Linked DNA regions of Rattus norvegicus: region 2 is linked to region 1. Evidence: chromatin contacts called from public Hi-C data. All regions are on one chromosome and are shown on one strand. The core of a region is the stretch at or near the end of the contact, and the rest is flanking DNA. Distances in the headings are between cores, read along the strand shown.

What was found. A called contact is a pair of places that touch in the nucleus more often than the background predicts.
Region 2: a Hi-C map of psoas muscle shows a contact between it and region 1, with 1.7 times the contacts expected there. The contact joins two enhancer-like sites. A contact is called at or near these places in 2 of 12 Hi-C or Micro-C datasets (the Rat2 cell line and psoas muscle).

The regions. Positions count from the first base shown.
Region 1 is chr1:262,672,395-262,679,097 of GRCr8, forward strand. It overlaps a transcript of Rbm20 not described here. Among named protein-coding and RNA genes, the nearest start is that of Rbm20, 13 kb to the right of the region's middle. Within about 2 kb of position 3,892, at least 1 of the 93 cell types and tissues checked has an H3K27ac peak or open chromatin away from gene starts, as enhancers often do.
Region 2 is chr1:262,746,852-262,753,554 of GRCr8, forward strand. The region is part of intron 1 of Rbm20 (RNA binding motif protein 20); the gene reads left to right. Among named protein-coding and RNA genes, the nearest start is that of Rbm20, 61 kb to the left of the region's middle. Within about 2 kb of position 3,285, at least 5 of the 93 cell types and tissues checked have an H3K27ac peak or open chromatin away from gene starts, as enhancers often do.

The DNA of each region.
Region 1 (6,703 bases), core at 2,642-5,141:
TCCCTCTCTAATGGCACAGTGTTGCTTTTGGGAGCACGAAGCAGAAGCGGCTTAGAGGGTTTCTCACGTGCTGTGGCCTTTGTAATCCAAACTAAGGCTGGCGTCTCACACGGCCTGAATGAAGGGGAGGAAGCCAACAGGTGCAGAGGAGGCTGCTGGACCTTGAAAACAAATGGACTCATGGCTGTTTACATTTAGCAGAGTGCTCCCTTAATCCATTTCTGTCTGTGTGTTCTCAGAGGGAGTGGGCAGAGCACACGGAGGCGGGGAATGTGTACTATTTCTGGAGCCAGAAATGGACGATACCCACAGTAGTCTTCTTCCTGGGGCTGACCTGTTGCAGTGACTCGGCAAAGTCACAGAAGTCACCTCAAGAAGACCTGTGTCTTCCTTACCCTGGAGACAGAGACTCAGAAGCCTGTTTCACTGGGGGTCAGCCAGCATAGGCTGAGAGCTTCGGGGGCTGGGGGGAGGACTTACATGCTTGGGGTGGGAAGCAAGAGCTAATTTTGGGTAAATGCCTCTGGAGCCCTAGGGAGGATCAAAGGATGCTCCTTCCTGAACCCCCACCCTTACCCTGTTCCTGATGTCACTGACAACGAGCCCTTTCCAAACCAGGAGCTGACATGGTGGATTTGTCTTCTTCAGCCTTCTCCTCCCCCCTCCCCTCCCCCTTCCTTGTCCTCCTCCTTTTCCTAGATTTACTTCACTTTCTGATTATGTGTACGTGTGTGTGGAGGTATGTGCACGTTTGTGTAGTGCCTCTGGAAGTCAAAAGATGTTGGAGGTCCTTAAACTGGGATAGCAGCTGGTTGTGAGCAGCCAGACATGAATTCTGGCAACCATATTCAGGTTGGGCGTCCAACATCCCTAGAGGTGTTCCCAGGCTACCCCTCCCATACTCGCTGCCTGGACTCTCGAAGTCACAGGCAGCTCTGGTTGCCGCTTGAATGGCCCACTCTCCATTTCTGTTTCTGTGGCCAGTGTATTCTTCATAAGACGCCAGCAGCAGAAAGCAGGCACGAGAGAAAGAATGGCTATATTCAAAGATGGTCCGGACAGGGAAATTTGATTCACTGAAACCTTACAAAAGCAAATAGGACGTAAGGGTAATTTTCTCTTAATTACTCAGCGTCAGAACTGATAGTAAACTGGTTCTTTTACCTTAACCACGAAACGTTTGGAATTGTTGAAGAAACCTGAGACAGCATTTAGCGATATTAAGAGAAATGGTTTGATGTGCTGCAGCATTTGTTGTCATAATCCACAAAATTTTGTTCTTAGTTTTATTTTTTTTTCACTTACTATTTATTCTGAGCAACAGAATGCCTATCATTTGAAACATACTGTCGTGGTGGGCAGCATTCTAAATAAACATTTGGCTAATTTTATTTCATCAGCAGAACAAAATGATACGATAGGGTTTTGGGGGAGGGGGTTTGTTTTGTTTTTGAGACAGGTTCTCATGAGTCCAGGCTGGCTTTGAACTTCCTACGTACGCAAGGATGACCTTGAATTTCTGATCCTTCTGCCCTCGCCTCCCAAATGCTGGGATGACAGCACCAGGCTCTCAGTATGATAGACATGAATAGCTTCCTTTTCCTAGTGACACCAAAGGAAATGTAAGTGACTTGGTTGAGCACGATACTCTCGGGTAATTAATATCTTAAGTTTCCACATATAATCTTTAATTTTTGTTTCATTATTACTTACTGTAGGCTTTGCTTTTTTTTTTTTTTTTTTTTTTTTTTTTTTTGGTTCTTTTTTTCGGAGCTGGCGACCAAACCCAGGGCCTTGCGCTTCCTAGGCAAGCGCTCTACCACTGAGCTAAATCCCCAACCAGGCTTTGCTTTTTAACACTAATGCTGGTCCACCTTTTCTTTCCTTGGGTAAGTCTGGTGATTAAGAGGGCTGGGAGAGCAGTGGTCACTATCATCTGAGTCTGGTACAAACCAGTATTTGTTTGGACCTACCGTGCTGTGCCTTCTCCAGGAACACAAGGGAAGAAAAGACACTTGGCTTCACGGTCTCGTGGGAGATACAGCCAGCAAGTGGCAGTGACAAGACAGGTGGTAACTTCAGAGCTCTGGGTGCCGTGGGAACAGGGTGGGAAGCTTGCCCACCATTGTCGTGCCTCAAGAACAGCTGCCAATTAAGACCAAGGAAGACAATGTCTGGAAGGTGAAGTTTATATGAATCGGCACTAGCTTGCCCGATGTAAAACCTAGGATAGCCATTACATGTGAATCACCCAAGGCATTTTAAAACGTTATTTGTGTTTGAGATAGGCCGTCAGGCCTTCAGTGATGGCCTCAAACTCAATGCATAACCTAACATGACCTTGAAAGTCTGATCTTTTTGCCTCCACCCACCAAATGCTGGAACTACAAATATGTACCACCAGGCTTCCTTTGCAGGATGCAAAAATCAAACACAGGGGCCTTCCTGTGTTGGACAACCAACTGAGTTGCATCCCTAGTTTACTTTTTGGTTGTTGTTGTTGTTTAAAGGGGGAAAGATTTGTTTTGAATTTTTTAAGTTTTGTTTTATGTGTGATAGTGACCACGAGTGGATCTGGGGCTCGTGGGAGTCAGAATAAGGATCAATGCCCTCCGTCTGGAACTAGAATTATAGACAGTCGTGAGCCACCATATTAGTCCTGGGGATTGGACCCAGGCCCTCTGCAAGAGCAGCAGATTTTTTTTTTCTTTTAAGATTTATTTCTTTGGGCTGGAAAGATGCCTCAGTGGTTAAGAGCGTTGACTGCTCTTCCAAAGTTCCTGAGTTCAAATTCCAGCAACCACATGGGGACTCACAACCATCTGAAATGAGATCTGATGCTCTCTTCTGGTGCGTCTGAAGACAGCTACAGTGTACTTATAAAAAAAGTACTTAAAAAGATTTGTTTATTTATATGAGTACACTGTCACTTTCATCAGAACTTGTTTGTTATTCCCCAGGCAAAAAGGACTAAAACAGCAGTGTTTGCCATGATGATAATGGTGGTAGTGGTGGTGGTGATGGTGGTAGTGGTGATGGTGGTGATGATGATGGTGATGGTGGTGATGGTGGTGATTGTGGTGGTGGTGGTGATGGTGATGGTGATGGTGGTGATGGTGATGGTGGTGATGGTGGTGGTGCTGATAGTGGTGACGAATGTGTTGGAGGTGACGTTCTCATTGATTAAGCATTTTTTCAGAAAATTAGAGATGGGTCTTATGAATTCTATGCTGACCCTGAACTCCCGATCCTGCCTCCTAAGTGCTGGGATCACATGTCCCCATGCCTCACAAACACGCTGCTTTTTTTTTACCCAAAGACGCTTGTGAATATCCTGACATGGCTTGAACATTAAAAGGTGGATATAACTACACAGGAATCAAGGCAACGAGCTAACTGTAAGCCTGAATTTCTTTGCCATGTTTGCTTCCTGGCAGCCAGGATTAACACTTGTCAGCTGGTCGGAATCTCCAGTCACCTAGGAGAGGAGCCTGTGGAGTTCTGTTTGGGGGTCTAGGTTGGGTTAGTTGAGGTGGAAAGGCCTCCTTCCTCAATGTAGGGGATCTATGTAGCCACATAGACGTCTGGATTTGATTGAAAGATTGTAGGCCCAAAACACAAGGCGGGGAATGATGGGGGAAGGTAACAGATGTCAGCCTGAGGCCTCCATACACATAAAACACCTCTCCACACACACATACAAGTGACACGGGCAAGCACACGTACATGGACATGCACAAAGGAGCTAAAAACTGTGTGTAGTAGGCAAGTTTGGTGACACAAGTGGGCCCCAGCTGGAATGTCTAGGGCTCCAGTGGCCCGAGAACTGTGGGGCAGTGTCTGCTCCCAGGAGAGGTGTTGCTTTCTGCCTTGGCAGGTTGTCTGCCCAGCCGCAGGTCTCTCGTCCCTCAGGACTGAGTGTGGCAGCTGCTGGCAGCCTGGTGATCTGCTTGGCCCCGCCCTCCCTGCCAGTATCATTTCTTGCTGTAATAAAACGTTTGCTTTGATCTGCTGGAAGGCCAAGTGTTTCGATGGCCACCACTGAAGTCATGAAAATCTCTCCGAGGAAAACTTTAAAACACCCCCTCAAAGGATATAAAATAAACCAGACTGAGCAAATGACACCCCTTGCTTTTGATGGGACAACTCGACACCATCAAAGTTTATTTCCCCTAAGACGGTACTAGATTTATTGTGTATTTTATTTAATGGGGTCCTAAGGAAAGTGTCCTTTTTTTTTTCCCAGAGAAGTTGGTTCTGGATCTGCAGTGAGACCATAGATATATACACATACATACCTACACATACATACACATATATACACATACATACATACACATATATATACATACATACATACACATATATACACATACATACATACACATATATACACATACATACACATATATACATATACATGCATACACATATATACACATACATACATACATACACATATATACACATACATACATACATACATACATACATACACTCCCCCCCAAAGGTCTGCGAAGAGGGGACTGTCAGACAATAAGTCATGTTATAAAGAGTTTATAATTAAAGCACGTAAATGAGGAGATACTAAAATAAAATGGGATGTCCAGAAGTAGACTTAAGTCCACATGGAAATTCATCATTAGTAAACACGACCTCTGAAGTATCGCCAGAGAAGCTGACCCTTTAATAACTGTCCTGGGGGCAACTGGGCAGCCATTCAGGGAAGGTTAAAACTGGATCTGTGCCTCACACCGTACCCTGGAATATCTGCAGACAGGCAGGCATCTTAGCATAAAAATAAAATCACATAGACACTCAAAGGAGGTGTGAGAATTACAAAATATATATAGTTTTAATATGGGGAACTTTCTCTAATTCCAATTCAAGATCCAAATCCAGCAATATTGAAAATCTGATAAGATCTACTACATAAAAATAAGTTAGAGTGGATGTAGAAAAAACAGGAAATGTAAAGTTAAGACATTAATGTCAGGTATAAAGTAGGAACTCTTCCAATTGGGGGTGGGGAGGGTCTAAAGATGGTTTTAAAGGGGCAGAAGAATAGTTTACTGAAAAAAAGAATACGCATGATTCTTTTAAACCTTTGAGTGAAAAGAGAAATATGTGTACATTGGCAAGAGTGAGGAAAAGAGAAATGGGGGCTTAGGTTTTCCTTGGGTTTCGCTTTTTGCATTTTAGATCGGGTCTTATCATATGGCTGGCTTCCCTTTGAACTTGGGATCCTCTTGCCTTGGTCTCCTGCGTGCTGGGATTATAATTATGTTCATGGCCACTTAAGTGAGACACTGTCTCAAAATTAGAAAGTGTTGGTGACATAGCTCAATGGTAGAATGCTTTCCTGGGAGGTAGAAGCAGGGGGATCCAGGAGGATGAGAAGTTTTCAAGACTGTCCTTGGCTGTGTAGCAAGTTCTGGAAAGCCTGGGCTTCATGAGACCCTGTTTCAAAAAGGAAAGAAAGTTCCCTGAGTACTCAGGATATAAAACATTATTGTTCGACAGTGATCTTCCTAACTCACGCTTCAGAACCCGAATCGTAACCCCCGATGCTGGGGAAGTTGCCGATACATTGTGTCATTACAGAAACCGACCTTCTCAAAACGGTTCTCAGAATGGCAACAAACCCCCAGGAGTGGGAAGGCGGTAATGTCCCCAAGACTACAGGGCGAAAAGAAAAGATCCAGATATGAGGAAGGAATGTGGTTTCACTAACCGGCCTTAGCTAGACCATGTCATCTTCCCTTTCTCTAATTAAGGAAGTGTTCCCTGTAGGGTAAAAATGCATGCAGACAAGGACCTCATTGCATAGGCACAGCTGGACTGCTGACCTCCCCAAAGTAAATGGAGCCACAGAACCACCACCCAGTTCAAGAGGCAGAGAACATTCCAGAACCCAGAGAGCTCAGACCAAGGACCACGCGTGCGTGCGTGCGTGCGTGCGTGCGTGCGTGCGTGCATCAAATGTTTTCCGGATATCTTTACTTTATGCCAAATGCTCTGAAATGCTTGTTACTTTGTGTCCTTCCAGGTCTGGACACACCTGCTGTGACAAAGGGGACATGTTAACACCTCCTCATCCCCCCACTTAAAGACCAGAGGACAATTTGGCCCAGAAACCCCCCAACTCTGGCAGCCTCTGATTTCCCAGCACCAGAGCCATAAACTCCTGGGTTTCAGTTTGGCACCTGAGACACCGTCTCGGGAAAGGAGCCGCACCGTTTTTTTTTTTTTTTTTTTTTTTTTTTTTTGGTTTTTGTTTGTTTGTTTGTTTTGTTTTTGTTTTTGTTTTTTTTATTAATAGATTAGTTTGTGGTTATGCTCTCATGGCAATCAGAGAAGGTGATGAGGATTTTGTTAGGATCACTGAGAGAGGGAGAGGTGTACTCACTATCCCGCCCCTTTAAATAAAATGATTTTCTTTTGTTGATTCTGTGCGAGCCTCACACCAGCACCCCATCTCACCCATTTCCCTTGGGCTTTTTTATCCTCCCTCTGCCCTCACAACCTCCTCCACAAAAGAACGTTAAAAAACAAAAATAAAAACAAATAAATCAAACCAAAAGAATACACAGAAAACAAGACACTGAGGGAGATGCAGTGTGTCACACAATCTGCCCTTTGTCTACACCCCTTGCAAATGTTCACTGCAGAGAGCACTGACCTGGTTCCAGACCTCTGGCTT
Region 2 (6,703 bases), core at 2,035-4,534, 74 kb after region 1:
ACATGGGCTGGGGTGGCAGTTGGGAAAGGCTCCATGGAGAAAGTGCTGGCCTAGACAGTGTCCTGTGGGGCAGTCGGGGGCAGCAGGCTACCAACAGAAAGGCAGAAGGGAATGGAGTGCTTTATTAAAGTGGTTTCCTCAGCCACCAGGGGTGGGGCTCTCTAGTTTACTTTTAAAATTATTTTATGTATATAGATGTTTTCTGCATGGATGTCTGTACATCTCCTGGTGCTCAGAGGAGAGCCCTGGGTCCTCTGGAAATGGAGTAAGGGATGGCTGTGAGCTGCCATTGGGTGTTGGGAATGGAAGAGCGGCCAGTGCCCTTGGCCGCTGGGCCATCTCTTCCTGTCTTGCTTACTCTTTGCACTGAGTCGTACTCACACTGCATACAGCACACACCTCTTAGGCTTCCATCTTGAGGAATGTTCACATAACGTCTTCACCCCTGCAAATGCTGCTCGGCTCAGATGCGAGGCCTCCCTAGCCCCTAGGCAGGCTCTCTGTTTCCCCTCCATCTGCACCATCTGGTTCCACTCACCTCCGTAACCATAAATTCATTTTGCTGGGGTCTTTTTAGCTTATAGGCTTTTCGAACCCAAATTTTCTTATCCTCAGAGCCAAAGCTCGCCAGCAGACCGAGTATAGCTTTAGAGTATGTGGTTCACTTGGTCCACAAAGTACATCTTTAAAACAGAAAGCTACCAACATTTAAAAATGGGGAAGGGGGGTTGGGGATTTAGCTCAGCGGTAGAGCGCTTGCCTAGCGAGCACAAGGCCCTAGGTTCGGTCCCCAGCTCCGAAAAAAAGAAAAAAAATGGGGAAGGGGTTTCACATAATATTCAGATTGTTGGACGTGAGGCCGGGAATATGGCTGGGTTGATAGAATGACTACCTAGCATGTGCTGGGCCCTAGATTTGATTCCCAGCACTGCAGAAACCTTATGCGGTTGTACACATTGGTAATCACAGGCTTTGGGGGAGGTAGAGGCAGGAGGATCAGGAGTTCAAGGTCACCGTTGACTGAGTTTGATGCCACCCTGAGCTACATGAGACCAGACCTCCACGGCAGTGCTAGGCAGGCATGCCTTGGCAGCAGCAGTGGGTTGCAGCCAGACAAGGCCGGTCCTTTAAAGGCAGGTCTCCCCCTTTTTTATTGATCCCTTCCTCATTTGCTACCGCTTATGTCCAGCCAGCCCCGTCACTGTGCCTGAACTGCGCAGACCCTTGAGTTTGCAATCCCTGCATTTGAAAACTGTATTAGTTTGGGGCTCTTGTGTGAACGAGGGCGTCAGGCGGTTTGTCCTCGTCCATCCGTCAGCTTTCATGGCATGCTGACTGCAGTGCAGGCACATGCCGGTTGTTCACAGACAGGAGAGCTGGGGTGCTGCCTGTGAGGCTGTCATGCACACAACCAGAGTGTGGTACATACAGTCCTTCTCTGTCAGTCACTTCTGACCCCTTGGAGCCAACGCACTGCCTGTGACTTGGCTCCTGAGCTGACCTGGGTTCTCACAACCATCACAGAGCCTTTCCTCAAACCTTGGCTCATATCCCATCTCCTAAGCTTCTGCTCACCAGCCCCTGCCTCTCTCGCTAATGCCACCTTTGACTTCCTATTGACCCACCCACACTATCAGTCCGTCCACACCACCAGTCCGTCCCAACTCAAGCATTCACTTGTAGGTTGATGTCATTATGTAGGAAGGCAAGTACAGGATAAAATGAGGCCTGTCACTGGATGAGAAGGAAATATGGGCAGGAGAAAAGAGAGGAGAGGAGAGGGGAGGGGAGGGTAGGGGAGGGGAGGGGAGAGGAGAGGAGAGGAGGGGAGAGGAGAGGAGAGGAGAGGAGAGGAGAGGGTGGACGTTAAGATTTCTCTCTGCACATTTACAGGTTGTTATGACTATTCTTAAGGGATAGATGTGTACAAGATTTTGTGTGTCCAGATGAACAAAATATATCTTATCTAGGTGGGCAGTTTATATCCGTATTAATTGGTTGTAAGTTAATCGTGTGGCTGTATTGTACATTGAACATTTAACATATAAACCTGATAGTTGGGTTCATGATTTCACTGGGTGGATGGGAGTGTGAACAGAGTCTGTGACAGGAATCTGGGCTGGGCTATAGAATGCTTAGGGCTAGTGTGGCATGGGGCCACGCTAGCACAGCCTGCGGAACTCGAGGTGTGTGTCAGCCATGGTAACAACCCCCCAAGGGGACAATGTGTGAAAGCGGCTGACAGAGAAACAGCTAGAGCGTGCTGATCTGCAGTGAGTGGGAACTCGTGGGAACCGGCCGTGTGCTTATTATTATTATTATTATTATTATTATTATTATTATTATTATTATTATACTGCAATGTTCACTTACATTTCAGAACAAAAATTCTATTTTTAATTTCAATTTTTCTGTTTACAAAATGCATATAGGGTGTTTCTGCATGTGTGTCCATACCTGGTGTCTACTGAAGCCAGAAGAGGTCTTCAGATCCCCAGGCATTGGAGTTACAGACTGTTGTGAAGGGTGATGGGAATCTAACCTGGGTCCTCTCAAAGAGTAGTCAGTGCTCTTAACCACTGAGCCCTATCTCCAGCCCCAAAGGTCTACTTTTTAAAAAACTAGAGCTCACGTGGCCTCTGGGACGCTCTTGCTTTATTTCTTGAATCCATCCCATGATGCTCCACACAGCTCTGAGCATGAAGCAGGTCTCAGTAACACGGGTGATGAACCGGGGTTAAGAGATCCAGAAGAGGGGTTGGGGATTTAGCTCAGTGGTAGAGCGCTTGCCTAGGAAGTGCAAGGCCCTGGGTTCGGGCCCCAGCTCCGAAAAAAAAAAAAAAAAAAAAAAGAGAGAGATCCAGAAGAGGCTGCAGGGGAGGCCAGTGGAGAACAGCCAGTCAGAAGGATTCCTAGCCTCTTACTAGCAAGGGCCCTCCACAGGGGCCCCGATAGGAAGCCCGCATGTCCCGAGGACCCTGTATGCATCCCTACAAGAGAGCTGATACCCTGCGAGGAAGGCACTGACACACGCCTGTCCAGCCACAGGCATCCCAGACAGTGTCACATAAGGTGTCACTGGAGTTCTCCCCTTTCAGCCTGACAGAGCAGCCCTGTCAGGGGACGGCAGGGGAAGGGTCACCGAAGGCAGCTTGGAGCTGGGAAAGGAAGATGTCATGTTGATGGCCATTCCCTCAGCCTTCTGCCATGCTCCATTGAGAGCCTTGGGCACCTAGCTCTGTCCCACTTTTAGCTTCTGACACAGCGACACTGATTGCTAAACGCAACTCAGTTACAAATAACACCGCCACGCCTCGTAACACAGCCCCCTCCGAAAGCGCCACTGATGCCGGCCAAGGCTGCTGACCTTTCCTTGGTAAACCTCTGTTTGCAGAGCAGCCAGCCAGACCACTGCCCTGCAGAGAAGCCGCCTCATCGGCTGGGGTTCTGTTCTATGTCTCTCCATGTGCAGGGTTCCAAGAATGACTTGGCCTCTTGACAGGGAGCATGATAGAATGTCAGGACCTAAGCTAATGCAAAATATGTCTTGCCCAGCCAAGTCACGCACGGGCAGTGCTAAGAAGCCATCGGTCATTCACCATGGGCCATGTGTCTGCGGGGCTCATGGGTGAACCCAGTGATGATGGAGATATAACGCTTCTCATGCAGAATGTGGGATTCGGAAAAGCAGGAAGGTCCTCTCCTTTCAAAAGGCACATTTCAAAGACACCCGTTTCCCATTCCTCGTCCCTTCTGACCCCTCCATCCATCTTGTTCCTTTTCTCCTAGCCCCATGACTGTGCTTGTCTGGAGTTCTCCCCTTTGTCACCAACACCAGACTTCTAGCTGACAAACTTGTCTAGGTTTACACTCCCCCAGCCCCACCCCCAAGTCTCCCCTCTAGATAAGGACAGGACAGAAGGTTTCATGCAAGTTTCTGCTTTGGGCAAGTTAGGTGGGCGTTAGCAACTATAAAATGATCGTCAGGCGATTCACTATGGGAAAGCTGTATGGATTAAGATTAAGACCTGTTTAGCTGCCAACAGAAAACTCGGCAGTCTGTGGATTAGAGGGACATTTGACATTTACTTAATGGGACGGCTGGAGGCACATGCTCCAGGCTTGGTTTGTAGGCTCCACAAGGTCTAAGGGGCTCAGAGACTGTCTACCTTTGGTTCTCATACCTGGACACTTTTCTTCACAGACAGTGAATGATATGGGGGTGCGGGGTGTGTGCCTAAGGGCACCAAGGTATCAGGAACCAAAGCAAGAAATAATTTGGATTTGTTCCTGCTGGTGGGCAGCCTACTCTGGGAATGAATGTTTTTACACCTGTTGCAAAGACCCTGTTATATTGTGTGTGTGTGTGTGTATGTATGTGTGTGCAAGTGTGTGTGTGTATGTGTGTGCGTGTGTGTGTATATATGTGTGTATGTATATATGTGTATATATGTGTGTGTATATATGTGTGTGTGCATGTGTGTGTATATATGTGTGTATGTATATATGTGTATATATGTCTGTGTGTGTATGTGTATATGTATGTGTGTGCAAGTGTGTGTATGTGTGTGCATGTGTGTGTATATATGTGTGTATGTATATATGTGTATATATGTCTGTGTATGTGTGTGTATGTGTGTGTATGTATGTGTGTGCAAGTGTGTGTATGTATGTGTGCATATATATGTGTGTGTGCATGTGTGTGTATATGTGTGTGTATGTATATATGTGTGTGTGCATGTGTGTGTATATATGTGTGTATTATATATATGTATATATGTATGTGTTTGTGTGTGTGCATGTGAGCACACTCGTGTGCTCACGCACACGCATGCCTGCGAGCATGCAATAGCATGTGTATAGAAGTTGAAGAAGAACTTTGAAGAGTGGGATCTCTCATTTTACCCTGAGGGTTCCAGGGACTGAAGTCAGGTTACTAGGTTTGGTGGGAAGTGATTTCTCACCAGTGCAGAAAATGCCCTCTCTCGACAGAACCTACCGTGGGTGGAGACCTGAGTCATTTTGGGCTGTGACCTGGTGAAATGAGATTTGTGTTTCCTTCTTACTACTTCCAAATGTACCCCAGAAAGGCTCCTTCTCACAACCACAACCAAGAAGCATTTCTTACGACCTTTCTTCAATACAGAGTTCCCAGTTGGATTTAATTTTCCTCAACTGCCCAGCCAGGATTCAAAAGGTTCTTTCCCTGGAAGCCAGTGAGGACAGACTAAACATACCGCAGGTGCCTCCTGTCAGCCTGGACCGTAAGCGACGTGCTGGTCCCATCGCTTACTCAGTGGGAACTGTGTGGGCTGGAGCTCTCACGATTAGTGCAAAGGCCTGGCGTCCTTCTCTTTGGGCGTCTGTCTTTTGAATGGTTGAGTCTAGCCCTCCTCAGCCCTGTTTTGGGAAATGATTCCTCTTCCGTATTTGGGTTTGTGTGTGCATGTCCATATGCAGCGCCCCCCATGCCCCACACATGCTGGTGACACCCTATTTCAGTGGGAAGGGGAGGCACCGATTTCATGGCAGCTGTCTTTTTGATGAATGTCCCTGTGTCCAGCACACAGGCTATGACATTCCTACCTTCCCCACTGATAATCTGAAAATCTCCTGAGCCTGCCGCCTTACCACAGGCCTTCTCTGGAATGCCACCTCAGCTCCGAGGTCAGCCTCCAGAGCCCACGTCAGCAAGGCCAAGGTTCACAAGAGCCTGCGGGGTTGACGCTGATAAGGCAGGGGGGTTTACACCAGGGAGAGGTGGTCCCAGGCCTACAGAGCCAGAGGGCTGCAGGGCTGGTTCGGCTGTGTTAAGCGTGATGCAATTATGTGGTTTGGTTTCAGCCAGCCTCAGCCTTCCCTTCTATCCATCCCCAGACACATTTGCGTTTTATGGCTCCTTAGCCTTTCCCTCTGGAGGCCCCCTAAATGTGCCTAGCCCTTCTCTCTGGTTTCCAATCTCCGCTGATGTGGTCACGGGACTCATCTCCCACTGACTGGGAGGTTTCCCCTGAGAATCTGGCCACTGAGCTTACTTCCCTTAAAGCTGGGAGCACGGAGAAGTCCAGTTAGTAGAGTAATTATTTAATATATACAAAGCCCTGGGTTCAGCCCCCAGCCGCGCCATAACTGTTGCATGCCTGTAACCTTGCACTGGGGAGGGAGGCGGAAGCAGAGGATCATGGGTAAAATAATCCTAAGCCTCAAGACAAGTTGGAGGCTAGCCTGGGCTGCATGAGACCCTGTCTCAAAAATGATCTTAGGAGTCTGAGGTATTCTGTTGTTTTAGGCTTAGCTCTTAAGTTCTGGTTGTTCTGTTTTGTTGTTGGTAGTTGTGTACGGGGATTCAGCTGTAGGAAAGAATAGAGTTCTGACCCACATATGTCATTTCTCCATTCCCTCCCCATGCTGGCAAAGCTGTGGCACAGCATTACAATGCCAGCACAGGCACAGCCTGCCCACCCTACTCCAGTTTCCCAGGGCCACACGCATCGGTTTGTGCATTTGTGTTTAGTCCTGTATACTTTTCTCTCACGTGTGGGTTCATGGCTCCCCTCCCCAGCCAAGATGCTGCCCAGTTCGGTATCACTAGGGTCCCCCCTGTCACCCTTCTGTAACCACGGCCACCTCCTTTCACCCTGACACCAAGCCCCTGACGGTGACTAATCTGATGTCTACCCCTCAAATGTTATATAAATGGAGT